Linked DNA regions of Mus musculus: regions 2, 3, 4 and 5 are each linked to region 1. A link is a contact called in public HiChIP or PLAC-seq and promoter capture Hi-C data. All regions are on one chromosome and are shown on one strand. Each heading gives the region's core, a stretch centred on a gene start, on an enhancer-like site or on the middle of the called end of the contact. The rest is flanking DNA. Distances are from core to core; before and after follow the strand shown.

The links. Promoter capture Hi-C pulls out the DNA fragments that hold promoters and counts their contacts. HiChIP or PLAC-seq counts read pairs in DNA pulled down with a chosen protein or histone mark.
Region 2: a contact with region 1 is called in a promoter capture Hi-C map of pre-B cells. The contact joins the promoter of Nexmif here to the promoter of 5530601H04Rik in region 1. A contact is called at or near these places in 3 of 39 promoter capture datasets (embryonic stem cells, liver and pre-B cells) and 2 of 115 datasets of contacts at active chromatin or transcription factors (astrocytes and large pre-B cells).
Region 3: a contact with region 1 is called in a promoter capture Hi-C map of liver, with 2.7 times the contacts expected there. The contact joins the enhancer-like site here to the promoter of 5530601H04Rik in region 1. A contact is called at or near these places in 7 of 39 promoter capture datasets (the C10 cell line, embryonic stem cells, erythroid cells and 4 more) and 2 of 115 datasets of contacts at active chromatin or transcription factors (embryonic stem cells and stem cell-derived neural progenitor cells).
Region 4: a promoter capture Hi-C map of liver shows a contact between it and region 1, with 3 times the contacts expected there. The contact joins the enhancer-like site here to the promoter of 5530601H04Rik in region 1. A contact is called at or near these places in 8 of 39 promoter capture datasets (the C10 cell line, cranial neural crest, embryonic stem cells and 3 more) and 6 of 115 datasets of contacts at active chromatin or transcription factors (astrocytes, embryonic stem cells, stem cell-derived epiblast-like cells and 1 more).
Region 5: an H3K4me3 HiChIP or PLAC-seq map of embryonic stem cells shows a contact between it and region 1, with 8 times the contacts expected there. The contact joins the promoter of Fgf16 here to the promoter of 5530601H04Rik in region 1. A contact is called at or near these places in 1 of 39 promoter capture datasets (hippocampal neurons) and 1 of 115 datasets of contacts at active chromatin or transcription factors (embryonic stem cells).

What each region holds. Positions count from the first base shown.
Region 1 is chrX:105,068,702-105,071,554 of GRCm38.p6, reverse strand. 5530601H04Rik (RIKEN cDNA 5530601H04 gene) reads left to right here and starts at 1,431. Exons shown (of 5, transcript NR_015467.1): 1 at 1,431-1,555; 2 at 1,880-1,944.
Region 2 is chrX:104,199,672-104,202,524 of GRCm38.p6, reverse strand. Nexmif (neurite extension and migration factor) reads left to right here and starts at 1,341. Exons shown (of 5, transcript NM_001077354.3): 1 at 1,341-1,892.
Region 3 is chrX:105,900,315-105,903,167 of GRCm38.p6, reverse strand. All of the region lies in intron 1 of Atrx (ATRX, chromatin remodeler), which reads left to right. Among named protein-coding and RNA genes, the nearest start is that of Atrx, 28 kb to the left of the region's middle. Within about 2 kb of position 1,362, at least 3 of the 459 cell types and tissues checked have an H3K27ac peak or open chromatin away from gene starts, as enhancers often do. A contact at or near this core is called in liver, where this site is marked.
Region 4 is chrX:105,883,186-105,886,038 of GRCm38.p6, reverse strand. Atrx (ATRX, chromatin remodeler) reads left to right here. Exons shown (of 35, transcript NM_009530.2): 6 at 1,619-1,732. Among named protein-coding and RNA genes, the nearest start is that of Gm23656, 11 kb to the right of the region's middle. Within about 2 kb of position 1,373, at least 2 of the 459 cell types and tissues checked have an H3K27ac peak or open chromatin away from gene starts, as enhancers often do. A contact at or near this core is called in liver, where this site is marked.
Region 5 is chrX:105,762,977-105,765,829 of GRCm38.p6, reverse strand. It overlaps Fgf16 (fibroblast growth factor 16), which reads right to left and starts at 1,353. Exons shown (of 3, transcript NM_030614.2): 1 at 1,016-1,353. The coding sequence starts at 1,289.

The DNA of each region.
Region 1 (2,853 bases), core at 182-2,681:
GTGGGTGACAAGATGCTCCCTCCTGTGACTAAACATGGTCCTGCCTAAGGTCAAACCAAACCTCTCTTTCTTTCCACCTTCTGTCTCTCTTCAGATGCCTTTTAATAATCTACCATGAAGTAAGAAAATTAATTCCAAGAGGCCAAACAAGAACTCCAGCTACTGTGTTTTTGCACCCAGTGAACAGATTTGCTTTTCAGGAAGGAAAAACTAGAGAACATCAAATACTTTTAATTCCAACACGTGATAAATTAAGTTGATTCCTAATTATGCTATTTTAAAATAGTCTTGTACATATAAAATTATGTATGTTATATATAATTTTATATATGCACACACACATACTCACTTGTAAAATGGGAACAAAACTATCCAACTTGTAGTTATTCTATACAAGTTCATGCAGTGTGGAGCACCAGCTAACATAGTTTTATGTTCAATTTATGGCAGTTAGCTACAACAGTATTAATATTTTGGTCACAGAACTTAATCAGTAAGGCTTGGAGGCATGGGCTTTAGAAGTTTTGATGGAGAACCCTTGTAAACAAGATTAGGCGATTTTTATTAAAAGGCATGGCATGGGAGTGAATTCCTTGACATCTCTTCCATCTTGTAATGAAACAGTTCCTCTGGAATAGCAAGCAACAAGGCTCAAAGCACTGAGGTCATAACCATTTCGTTCCTTTGTTTTATAATTACCAACCTCTAAAATGTGAAAAGTTAATTTATAATGGTTAGAAAGTATGCAGTCTCATATTATTAATAGAAGCACAAACTAAACTTCCATGCTTTTATTTACCATTATAAGCTGCTGTATTTTTAAAAAAAAATAAAAATAAAAATTGTACTCTATGGGAGATATTGCTGTCCTAACCAAAAAAAAAACAAAAAAAAAAAACAAAAAAACAAAAAAACAAATGCATATCCGAGAAAGTATACAGTAAGCCAGTATCAAAATAAAGAAATAGTAATCAAAGAAACACATTAAAAATATTTTTTTCCAGTCATTAGATTGGCTTAGAATCAGGAAAACCTGGGGCTATAAAATGCCAGAGAAGATCCAAATTTCTGTAAGGAAGTAGTTTTTTGACTGAGGTGTTGTTTTTTCTAAACACAAAGGGCGGGGGAAGAGCGGGTCTGAGCGCATCAGTGAAATCATGCTGCCATCAAGCGGCTATTTTTATAAAGTAAAAAACAAAGTCCGGGAGTGTGTTTTCTTTATGCACGACTTTGGCTGTTTGTTCTGGAAGAGACCAGTGAAGGTACAAAGAGACAAAATGTAAAAGGAAGGCTAAAGCCGACTGACCAGGATGCCCCACCGTTTAGCTCCGGAGATTGCCCCGGAAGTGAATTCGCAATTGATTGACACCTAGTTTCTTCAAATTAGAGTCTGGAAACCATGGCAGCAGCAGGAAGTTCCGGCTGTTTTAAAGTCGCGGTTCCGGTGTTCAGGATGCCAGGGATGATGGGAAGCCTGTTCTTGTTTATCGGTTTGTACGGAACTTCACCCGCGGTAGAGTACGGCCTGAGAATTTTGTTCCAGCACCGGTGTGAGGTGGCTGCCTTTATCGATGGAAATGAAACCCGGGGCTGGGGCTGGGGGATGAGGGGGGAGCGGGGGAGACCTTAGTCTCCCGACCTTAGCACAAAAAGGAACAGTCCCTGTCCTATTTGCACATGTGCACTGGGCTGTACTGAATTACCCAGTCTGCTGTGTTTTCTGGGCCAGAAAGATGTTTGGCGGGAAGTTTGTTTCGTCAGGGCTGGGGTTGGCTCGGGGGCGGTTGCGGGGGACGGGAGGGGGCGGGCATCTAGCACTGGAATTCTAAGGGCATAAATCCACACACCTGTCTAGACATCCATCCATCCTTTCATTCAGGAAAACATCTGAGCCCATGAATTGCCAGACCCTGGATACCTGAGACACATCCACTTGCTTCTCAGGTACTGTTTATTCTAGTATCTGGAGCCAGACTATAAATAAATGGTTGACTTAATTTCAGATAAACATGAGTAATAGAAAGTAAAACAGGCCAAGCTATACAGCAGGGAGTACCCTTATTTTAACTAAGTGGTCAGACCTTACTTCCTTTAGAAATGATGATTGAGGACATCAGGAATGGTGGCAATTAATGACTTTGAAAAGACTTCAGGTACAGATGATTACTGCATCATTTCTAGTAGTTCTAGAAAGTTGGACTAGAGGGGTTCAGTGGATCCAGAAGTGCCAGCTCTAGATCTTGGACAACAGTGTGTGCATGTTAGGGCTTTGAGCATTCCAGTTAAAGGCTTCCTCTGACTTAGTCCCAGCGTCCTGAGGGTGGGGATGCCTGATTCCCTTCCATTTTCTCTTCTGCTTTCCCACCGTGTCTTCATTCTCTCTGGGTCCTGGGATCTCATCCTTTCAGATTGGACATCTGTGGGCTTCCCTTTGCTATGACGTAAGTGTGGTACAAGCGGAGCTCCAGTGCTATCCGTGAATACTAGTAGAGTTCTAATTCTGGTTAAGAGTTTGGGATGGGGCCTTGCTGCACTGTAACTGTGAAGGTGTTTTATAAAGAATCTTGTGATGATTCAGCATTGTGAAATAGTGACAACAGCATGGTAAATTGAATCAAATAAACCCAGACATATTGTTTGTGGGCAAAATTAGAACCCTTCCAGTTATCCCAGGTACAGTTCATGCTTGTCTTGTTGGTCCCTTCCTATTCTGTATCACCTTCCTCTTCTCTCACTTCCCTCTTCTCTCCATCTCTTCCCTCCCAGTCTGGGTCCCGTCGTCCCCCCACCCCCGCCCTCTCTCCCTCACTTTTATAGGGTTTCCTGTAGTTTAGGTTGACTTCAACCTTGAAT
Region 2 (2,853 bases), core at 92-2,591, 870 kb after region 1:
AGGATGAAAGAGTCAGGACTGCGTTCCTTTAACTTAAACCCGACCCCTGTATCTTTTACTTTGCCTTGAAAAATCTCTCCCCCTACCCTCCTGACCCATACACATTATCCATGTCTGTGCTGTTTCTGGGGAGGGGTTAGGTGACAGGCTAGAGGCCCTGGGAAGGGTTAGAGGACTTACACACTGCAGATCTCGAAGTCTGACCTTAGAAAATGAGGCTGTAGGGTGGAAACAGAGAAATCTGAAATTGAGCTCTCCATGACTGGGAAGCTGGGTTGTGGCAAGGACTTGCTGGAGCAAGTGCACACAAAGTAGCTAGCTTTATTCTCTCCGCTCTAGCGTCAACACTTAATCGTTCTCCCTGGTTTCTAGTGGCACTGACCGTGGCTCTCAGGCCCCAACCCTACACCCTGGGCTTCATTGAATACTACGTGTTCCCCGGTGGGTCGCTTTCCATTCCTGTACTGTTGATTCCCAGGGCGTCAAAAGGGAAATGACCACCTAAGGAATTTTCCTGTGACAGCAGTCAGATCCCATTTCCTTCCCGGCCATATTCAGAATCCCTTTTTCTCTCCTTCACTTCCTAAAAAAACTCATCCCTTTCCAATTCTCTGCCTTGTTACAACCCTTCCAGCACAATCCACCTTCCCGGGGCTTGGGGCCTGAAGTTAAGGGTAGGTTGGATGGATAGAGGCTTAATACATGGAGCCATTCAGATATTCTTCCTGAAACTTCAGAGCGCCCCTCTCTGAACACATAACTGCCTTCAAAGGCGTGGGAGAGTGGTGTCCGGCTGCGTGTCTGCTAGGGGAAGAACAAGCCAGCAGCGCCGTGGACTGGGCGGGCTGCGAGAATGTGAGTGGGGGGCGGGGTGGGGGTGGGGAAGGGGGGTGCGCGCCCTTTATGACAGGTGGCCGCGCAGTGCGCGCTCCCGGACGTCTGAGGGGACCGCCGGGAGGGACAGACAGACAGACAGGGTGGGAGGGGGCACACACGAGGAAGGGACCGCAGAGAGGGTAAGGAAAGAGAGAGCAAGATAGGGAGGGCTGTGGTGGGGAAGGAGGATAGGGAGGGGAACGCGTCCAACAAGAACTGCTGTGTTGGAGGAAACAATGGCAGGGGCAATAGCGATGGTGGCAGCCGAGGCAGCCCCACTCTGGGCACCTTTCTGAATGGGCAGAGGCAGCTCTGGAAGCAGAAGAGAGCAGGCAGAGCCCGCAGAGGCTCTGAGCCAAGCAGCCCAGGGAGGAGAAGGGGGAGGAGGAGGAGGAAGAGGAGGAGGAGGAGAAAGGGGGGAGGAGGGGGCCGAGGCAGGGGGGGAGAACCCGGGAAGGAAAACCAGTAGCATCAGCAGCAGCAGCCACCGCCGCCGCCACCACCACAGCAGTGGCAGTAGCGGCAGTGGCAGCGTTTAGCAGTAGTGTTCCCAGCGCTAGCGGCAGTCGCAACCGCCCTCCGCGTCTCCGTCTCGCGGACAGCCGCAGCCACCGCGTGCAGAGCGGGCTCCGGGCACCGCCGCGCGCAGCCGGCGAGCCGGGCAGTGCTGGCGCGGGCGAGCGGCGCGGTGAGAGGAGCGCTGTCCTGGGAGCCGGCGGGCGGCTGTGGAGCCTCTGAGTTTCGGCGCCCGAGCCCGACAGCTCTGCCTCCATCTAGTGCGGCGGCTGCGGCGGAGCCAGAGTGAGCGAGCGGAGCGAGGCGCGTCCACCTGGCGGGCCCCGCGCATGGAGCAGAGGCAGAGGAGACGGCAGTGAGCGGGAGCAGCGGCGGCAGCTCTAGCAGCTCCGGCGACGGCGACGGCGGCGGCAGCCCAGCCTTGACTGCGACCGTCCCAGCTCGGGACGCCGGCAGCAAGGACCCACCAGCGACGTGCGCCTCGGGAGGCGGCCTGCGAGGTGAGTCTGAGCGCTGCCATGCAGCCTCCCCCATCCCCCCCGGGCCTTCTCCCTGGCTCCCCGGGCCGGCTGGAGCCGGCGGGCGGCAGCTGGGGGTGGGGGTGGCGGCTGCGAGGAACCGAGGGCTAGCCGAGCGAGGAGCCGAGCAAGGGATGCCGGCGGGGAGAGCGTGTGTGTGTGTGTGTGTGTGTGTGTGTGCGCGCGCGTGCGTGTGAGTGTGTGTGAGTGGGAGAGTGTGCGAATGGCGTGCGGGTGCTGTCTGTGTGCGGGAGGCAGCGAGGCCGCCGGGGCGAGGGAGCCTGGCTCGCCCGCCGCTGCCGCCGCCGCTGCCGCCGCCGCCGCCGCCGAGCGTGCGCTGCAATCTAGGAAAGGCCTGTGTGCCGCCGCCGGGGGAGGGGGAGGGGAAGGGAGCGGGCCGGAGCCGCCGCCACTGCCGCCGCCGCTCACACACGCCTGCCTGCCGCAGGGCAGCGGCCGCTAGCCGCCTGCCACCTCCCATCGGTTCGGTGACCCCGGGGGAACCTCGGGCGTCTGGGGAAAGTGGCACGGCCCGAGGCACGCGTCCGAGGGAGCGGGAAAACGTAGGCACGCGGCGGGCGCCGGCTGGCGTCCCGGCCGAAGCTGCAGAGGTGCGAAGGCGCCGCTGGCCGCCGTACGGACGCCTCCCCCGCCCGAGGCTCCCGCGCGCCCCAGGCGCCTCTGGCCACCCCGCGGTGGCACGGGCGGCTCGCAGCACCCGCTCCAAGCAGCCGCCGCTGGCGACCGACGAGAAGTTAGGGGCCCGAGCGAGCCTCGCCCAGGCTTGTCACCTTTGCAGGAAATTGGCCCGCTGCCCTTTCCCGCTCTCCCTTGCCGTCAGATTGACGCTTTCCTCCGGGACTCCTGGAGCTCGTCGCTGCTGCGCCTGCAGGGACACTGCTGCGGCTCGATCTTATCCAGCCCTGCGGGCTCAGAGGCCGTG
Region 3 (2,853 bases), core at 113-2,612, 830 kb before region 1:
AACTCATTGTTTTATGGATTCTTTGTATTGGTCTTTCAGTCTCCATTTTCTTAATGTCTGTCTCCTTTTCCCTCTCCTCTCTCTTCCTTTCCCTCCCCTCCCCTCCCCTCCTCCCTTTCTTTTGTTTATGTGTCTGTCTGTCCTTCCATCCGTCTGTGTGTGTGACATGCTTGCATGGTACCCGCAGAAGCCAGGAGAAGGCATGGGATTTTCTCAAACTGGAGTAAGTGGGTACGATTCACCATGTGACTGCTGGGAATTTAAGTGCTCTATAAGAGCAGCCAGTGTTGTTAAGGGACTGCATTGTTCTTTTAGCACCTCCCACCCCTGTTTATTTGGCTTATATATCCCCATAACAGTTCACCATTGAAGGAAGTCAGAACAGGAATTCAGAGAAAGGCAGCAACCACAGAGGCACACTACCTTTTTTTTTCTGATTCACTTTAGATCCCGCTCACTGCTCCCTCCTCCCAGTCACTCCCTCCCACAATCCTTGCTGCCTCTCCCTTTTCTCTGAGAGGGTAGGGGTCCCCCTGAATATCCCCTCACCCCGACACATCAAGTGGATCCAGGGCAAGGTGCTTCCTCTTCCACTGAGGCCAGACAAGGCAGCCCAGCTAGAAGAACATATCCCATGAATAGGCAACAGCTTTTGGGATAGCCCCTGCTCAGTTGTTTGCAGCCCCCTTAATTTTAATATGTGTGTGTGTGTGTGTGTGTGTATGTTTGTTTGTCTTGTGTATACGAGTGTGAGATTTTTCCAGGCAGTTGTGTTGTCTGTGGGTGTTGGCAGTTGAACTTTGATCTGAAAAATCAGTGAGTTGTTTCTTCAGCCCTTTCATTTCATTAATTTCTGATCGTATTCTTCCTTTTTTTTTCAGACAGGGTTTCTCCCTGTAGCCCTGGCTGTCCAGAAACTCACTCTGTAGATCAGGCTAGCCTCTAATTCATACAGTTCCACTTTCCTCTGTCTCCCGAGCACTGGGGTTAAAGGTGTGAACCACTATCATCCAACACTTTGTATTTTTTTATGGTATCCTTTGATATCCTTTAAATTTAATGAAGTCAGGATTTATTTTGTCTTGCTTTTATGATTATAAAATCGTCATTTAAAAGACTAGATTTGTTTTTATATACTGCGCATGTATGTATACTTTGTGTCTGTGTGTTCATGTGCTCATGCTTGTGTGCACACAGAAGCCAGAAGAGATTATATTAGTCTCCTTTTCTATTATGCTTTGCTTTGAAGCAGGCAGGGTTTCTCTGATCCAGGAGCTTGTGTTTTCTAGTCTAGATGTCAACAGATCCAATCAGTCTTTTTGTTTCTGGCTCCCTTATGAGTACAGTTGCATGGACTGCTTGTTAACATGCGTGCTGGGATATGGACTCTGTCCTCATGATTACTCAAGTGCTTTTCATTGCAGGGTGATCTCTCCAGCATTGAAAAACCATCATTAAAAAAGGATTAAATGTTTAATTTCTGCTTTCAAGCTTTTGAACTCTTTTTAATCCTATTCAGTTTATTTTTATAATTTTCTATCACCTGTCTATCTTTCTTTCTTTCTGTCTGTCTATCTATATCTATATTTGATGTTGTTTGTTTTTGAAAGAGAGTCTCACTATTTTTCTGGCTGTTCTGGAACTCACTCTGCATGCTCTGGCCTCAAATTCACAGCAGCCTGACGATCTCTGCCTCCCCAGTGCTGGGATTAATGGTGTATTCTATAAATGATGATTTTATTATTATTTTTATTTTTGGTTTTTCAAGACAGGGTTTCTCAGTATAGTCCTGGCTGTCCTGGAACTCACTTTGTAGACCAGGCTGGCCTCGAACTCAGAAATCCGCCTGCCTCTGCTGGGATTAAAGGCGTGTGCCACCACACCCGGCGATTTTATTATTGATTTCTTAAAAGTGTGCATTTTTTCAAATCCTAGTCTATAAATGTATTCATCTTAGTATCAGTCTATTATATAACTAACTATTCGGTGCCAAGCAGAAGGTAGAATAAACTCAATAAGACAATTAGACATTAGATAAACACAGTTGCTAAATTAATAATTTTCTTAGTGTAAAGGAACAAAAATGTTTCATATTTTGCATGTTGGCATGTTTACGCTTTCTTGCAAAGGTGATCTTACCAGTATTTTAGTTTCAGAGGCCTTTGCAGATACGGCTCATGTATAAGAAAAGAGTTACTAAAGTTATTAATGATAATGAGATACATGCAAGGGTCAGCTAGACATTATGAAATAAAGGTGAATGAATTTTGTTTGTTTTTTTCTTTCAATTTATTTATACTGTAGCTGTCTTTAGACACACCAGAAGAGGGCATCAGATCTCATTACAGATGGTTGTGAGCCACCATGTGGTTGCTGGGAATCGAACTTGGGACCTCTGGAAGAGCAGTTAGTGCTCTTAACTACTGAGCCACCTCTCCTGCCTCTGTTTTCTAAGTGTTAGGATCAAAGGAGTATACCAGTATCGCTATGCCTAGCAAAAGGTGGATACAATTTACACATGAATATCTTTGTGCCTTTGATGATCCCCGTTTTTCTTTTGAAACTACTTTGTGGTTTTAAAGTTTGCTGTCTTGGGAGGCAGAGGCAGGTGGATTTCTGAGTTCGAGGCCAGCCTGGTCTACAAAGTGAGTTTCAGGACAGCCAGAGCTATACAGAGAAATCCTGTCTCAAAAAACCAAAACCAAAACCAAAAAAAAAAAAAAAAAAGTTTGCTGTGTCTTTATAAAATTAGGTGATAGTTTTTGGGGGATGGGAGTGAGAAATGCTAGAAATTACACTTGGGGCCTTGTGTATGCAAGGTAAATATTTCCAATGCTCATGTCCATTCCCAGG
Region 4 (2,853 bases), core at 124-2,623, 810 kb before region 1:
AATGTAGTTCCTCATATTGTAGTGACCCCAATCATAAATTTATTTTCCTGGCTACTTCATAACTGTAATTTTGCTGTTTTTATGAATTGTAATGTAAATATTTGTATTTTCCAATAGTCTTAGGCAACCCCTGTGAACGTGTTGTTTGACGCCCAAGGGGGTGCTGAATCTCAGGTTGAGAACCACTGTTGTAAACAATGTAATATAGTAGTTATTGCTTCTAGACTGTTAGAAGTTTAGGATCAAATTCAGAGCTTCAAGGGATTTTTTTATTTCTGTGAAGCACAGATTTTAGCTCAGACCTGTCTTAAGCCAGTGCTAGTGGATCCTCTTGCTACCACAGCTTTGCTTTTGTTTAGAACACTCTTCAGGAAGGAACACTAGTTCTTAAATCTTGAGAGCTCTTTGCAAACCCTGGGGCTTCTCTGAAAGTACATACATGAAGTGACCGTCATTTACAACTACCAGTTTTGGGATGTGAGTCTTTAAGTTTACTGTAGTGGACTGTAATCAGTCCTCTGTGCCCTCCTGGCCTTTTTTATACTTCTCCGTTTAATTATTAACACCAACTAGATGGCAATAATTTGCTAAAATCTACTTGGTGCTTTTACACATCCCTGTGTTTCATATGGAACTGTGACAACTCCCTGCATTGAGTTAAATTGTTCTTATAATGGCCAGTTTAGTACTAAGCCCAGTAATGCACATAAATGTTGAGGCTTGGATCTTTTCCTTTTTTAAAGATTTATTCATTTATGTATATGAGTACACTGTAGCTGTCTTTCGCCACACCAGAAGAGGGCGTCATATCTCATTACAGTTGGTTGTGAGCCACCATGTGGTTGCTGGGAATTGAACTCAGGACCTCTGGAAGAGCAGCCAGTGCTCTTGACCACTGAGCCATCTCTCTAGCCCCGGCTTGGAGCTTTTTTATGATGTTTGTTGTATTTATTTTCTCCTCAGCCTGGAGGTTTTAGTTAGGATAGTCTTTCTAAAACATTTTAATAGACATCAACAAAAATGGTCTCATTCTACGGTTAATTGGTTGACTACTTCAGTTTTAAGTGTCTTAAAGTGACCTTCTGTTTAAAACTCTTCAAGGACTATGAATGCTGGTGAAGCTTCGCTGTACTCCGGGGGAAATTGTGTAGACTAGGTATAGCAGCAATAGAGTGAACTTTACTGTTTCCTACCCTCCACAAGCCCCCTCCCTCCGAAGCAAGGTTGAAGAACTCTTAAAAATCTTTAAAGTTCTTTTTCCAATTTGGACTGTGAGAAAAATAGGCTGTCTTTCGCTTTCTGCCAGTTACTTTAGACTGTTTAGGGAACCTGGCATGAAAGGTCATTTCCTAAGAGCTTTTGTCATAGGCACTGTAAACACGGGGAGCTGGGCTGAGGCTTTCTATTTGACTGACACATTTCTTTTAGTTCATGATACCTCCCTCCTGTTTTTATGAACTAAACTTGAATAAGTAATTTGCTGACACTTGGCCCGTTTACTACTAGCCCGTGGTCCTTATACAAACTATGTACCAGCAATGTTGGCTTGATCTGAAGTCTTGCACTTCACTTGCACATTTCATATGTGTAATTGGTTTTTTAAATGAAATCATTCTAGGTACAGTGATTGTACAACCAGAGCCAGTGCTGAATGAAGACAAAGATGATTTTAAAGGGCCTGAATTTAGAAGCAGAAGTAAAATGAAAGCTGACAATCTCAAAAAACGCGGAGGTAAATACAAGTGGAAATGAAACATGAGTTTAAATTGCTGTCTATGACCATTTTGGAAAATCTCATATGCTTACTAAAAATACCTCCATTTTTCCGCCCATTGTTTAGTAAAAGCACTACTTAAAAATAATTTCTGTTTCTCTTTGCGCTCTGAAGCAGAAAAGGTTAAAGTCCGTTTCTCAAAACACCTTTGCCTTCAGTGGCTACTAATTGTTGCTTAGCACTTCCCCACATACTGGTTCGAGAGTACGTATATGCCAGAAAAGCATGAGTGTGCCCTCCAGTGGAAGCCATTTCCAATTTGTAAAACTTTGCCTGTAGCCTCCTTCAGGTAACTTCATCCATACTCTGAATAATGCTATGGACAGTGATAGAGCATCAGATTAGGTGGTAGTTGCAGTACTTATTTAAGATAGCAACACCTTCATTCCTGACAAGTTCGAATTTCTGGATGAGCTCAAGAATGGTCCCCAGTTTGGTCTTCATGGATGCCATAGAACTCATTGCAACACTAAGTAGAGGAGATGGGAGCTGGAGTGATGAAGTCCTTTCGTTGTTCTGTCCTTCCACTCTTGGTTTTCCCTCATACACGGCCAGAGTGTCTAGCCATCCATAGGAAGAGCGTGGGGAGAATTTACTTAGAAATCTATTATAGTTGAGTTTCTGCCCCACTTTTTGTGTATGGTTTTTAAATAGTGCCTATATATAGTTTTTGGGCAGAATAATAGAGTCAGAATCTGTAACTATAAGAGGAATGACTCTTTCAAAATTAGAACATGGCAAATCTCCAAGTAAAAGTGTTATAGATGTGTCTCTTTAATATTTTTATAGTACATAATTATGAAATTATGTTGAGATTTTAAAAAAGATTTTAGATTTGTATTTTATTATATGATTATTTCAATAGAACTAGCAAAATATTTTCTATACTTAAGATAATATCAATTTATTAAATTTTAGGTTGCAGGTGAATCAAGGGATTGTTGTTTAGTCTTTTGCCCACAAGAGGGTGTTCTACCCCTTTTGAACATAAAGATTATAATCAGATTCCTCAAATTTGTAGTAGGGAAGCTGCCATTTCAACAACAAAGCTAAGGTACTGTTTTTCTACCTTAATCATA
Region 5 (2,853 bases), core at 104-2,603, 690 kb before region 1:
CTTGGGGGCAGAAAGTGCGCTTCTTGCATTACAAGGACCTAGGGAGGAAGCCGAGGACACTGCGGCGGAGGAGAAAGGCTAGCTGTCACCACACCTGTTTGATGGCTTAATAATGAATAGGAAATTGAAAATAAAAAACCCGGCAAATTACAGAAGAGGGAACACAGTTGCTTAGAAGCCTAAAGATTGCCGTCCCAGATCAAGGTTTATATTAATCGTGTAATTAGTTCTGTATGGCGATGCAGGCAGCTGGGTGCTCTGAACAATCTGTACAGTCGCAGGCTGGCAGAGGCAATCTTGCCTGGAGATTAGACATTTCCTGTTTCTGGGGCTGGCAGTGGGTTCGGGGCAGTTCCCTCACGTGGGCGAGGAGTAAGTTCTGGGCAAAAGATACCCAAGACTTGTTCATAGGCAGTGGGCACCCCAAGGTTTTTCTAGATTCTCAGCTCCCAGGCTCCCAGGCTCATGCTGTGCTGCCTGGATTGGCTTCTACCCTGGGCAGAGCCACCCCTGAGGATGACCAGTGCCATGACGGCCGGATCCCCGTCAGATAAAAGTGATTTGGGTAAGGGCCGCTGGCCCGTGGAGGCTCCTGCTCTGGGCGATCAGTCGCGACGGGTCTGCCACCCTTAAGACTCCTCTGGCCGCGGTCCCCTGCCTCCTAGTCGAGGACTTCGGCTCCTCTCCAGACTCCACCTGCTTCCCTCGGAGACCCGACGATGGGCTCTCACGGGGAACCCCTTGCTCCGGGAGGAGGGAGGGTGGAGCGGCTGGAAGAGGCCGCACCGCGAGGCGCCTCCGCCCCCTCCGGGGAGCGTCGCGGGGCGCGGGGGGCCACCGAGTCCCCGCCAGGCTTAGGGCCCTGCCACCGCATCCCACCCCGACGGGTCCGGACGGCGTCCGGTGCTAGAAGGTTCGGGGGGACCCCTGCGGGACAGCCCCGCGTCGACGGCTCCCTAGTCCGCGGTCCGTCCGCTCCCTCTCCCCCACCACCCCTCCACGGCCGGGTCCTCACCGAAGCGGCTGTGGTCGTGGCGGGTGCCGTGCACCGTGCCGTTGGGGAAGATCTCAAGGTGGAAGCCGGTGCGGCAGTAGAGCTGGCGGCGCCGCAGGATCCCCTTCAGGTGGGCGAAGTCTGTGGGCGAGCCGCGCTGCAGCTTCCCCTCGATCTGGCCCAGGCGCTCGTTCAGGAAACCCGGGGAGTCAGCTAAGGGCACGTTCCCCAGAGAGGAGGAGAAGCCGTGCAGGTCCCAGTCCAAGGAGGCAAAGACGCCCCCGACCTCCGCCATGGCGGGGCCGGCGGCGGCGCGGGCCGAGCCGGGGCCCCGGGGCGCGAACTGCCTGTCTTGGCGGCGGGCGCGGGCGGGCGGGTCGGCGGCGCTCGCTTGCTCGCTCGCTCGCTGCTCGGCTCCGCGCTCTGCCCAGCTGCAGCACACGTCTGTTCGCGTCCAAAGAACTTCTCAGCGGCGGGGAGCGTGGGGCAGCGCGCTCCTGACCTTGCTCTCAGTTAAAGTTCGGCTTCCCCTCCGCATCCATCTCTCCTGGCCTCTCATAGCTGGCTTCCTGGAGCTATCAGATGCAAATGGCACTTTATATACGTACCCACTCCCCTTCCATTGACATATTGGATATTTAAATACAAGCCACACCTCACTGGCATCCCCTCAGAGATTGGTGTGTGGGTTCTTTCCTTTTTTCCCCCCTTCTCGTATCCATTTGGCTCTTTTTGGGAGAGGGGGGTGGAGGCGGGGAGCGAGCGAGCGAGCTTCACTCCCTCTTTTATTATGAAAAAAATGGCAGGAAAAAGCTACACATTGCAGTGAGGCATAACTGCTTTTGGCAGGTTTTCTTAAACTGCTGATGAAATAACGGAGCCCAGTACGTGGAGGCCATTGGCGACCACGGCCACGCAGGCTAGTTCCTCCGGGGTCTGTCTGTCGGTCTGCTGCAAGGGCCACCCCCGCCTCCCACGCATCCTCCCGCTGCTCCCCTCTGGGAAGTGCCGGAGACCGGGGCTGGGGGGAGGGAGTCCTCGCGCTGTTGAGCTCCTCTTCTCTGGCCCAAAAGAGGCTGCGGAAGGGGTATCTGGCCCGGGACAGGGGCGCTCCAGCTCCTTTGTTCTGCTGCCCTTTAGTCCCACTCCCCACCTGTAGGTCCACAGGGGTCTGAGGAAGCGAAAACGTTCTGGAAGCCAAACGCAGTTGCAGCTGTAAGGTCTTGAGAGGTGGTGGAGGTCCCTGCAGGCACCAAAGGGTGGGGGCGCTTAAAGGGTCTGGGAGGAGCGGGAAATCCCAGAGGGAAAGAAGACTTTTTAAAAAGGACGTTGTGGCTTAGACATAGAGGGGTGGAGGCTAAGACATAGAAAGCGATCTTTTTGAAAAATGATCTCCATGGATTTCTGGGCGCGCTTTTACAAGGCTCAGGAGAGCAAGCTCTGTGAGAGGCCATTGGAAGCCTGGTGGGGGCTCTCCCCCTATACACCTCTTTTCTTGTTGGAAACAGGTGTTTCCTCGCTCTGTCCTGTGCCCTGTTCCAAGAAACTCTATCAGGAAGAGCGGCCGTCAGGGGTGGGAACTGGCGGCTGCCAGAAAGAGAGGCTGGGTGGAGAGGACCTGGCGAGCAGGTGCCTGCCTGCCGCAAGCCCCTGCATCTCTGCCCCGCACCTGAACCCCACGGTCCCTCTGGGCCTCTGGCGCTCGCCTCCTTCTTCCTTATTAAATGGCGTTGTTGCTTGCAGTTTTCACACGCAGCAGGCGCTGGCCGCCTTCCCAGGTTCTGGTAGTGACTGAACCCCCAATCCTACCCTTCGGCGCCTTTACTGCGCCTCCTGCTGGAGACCCCACCGAGCCACAA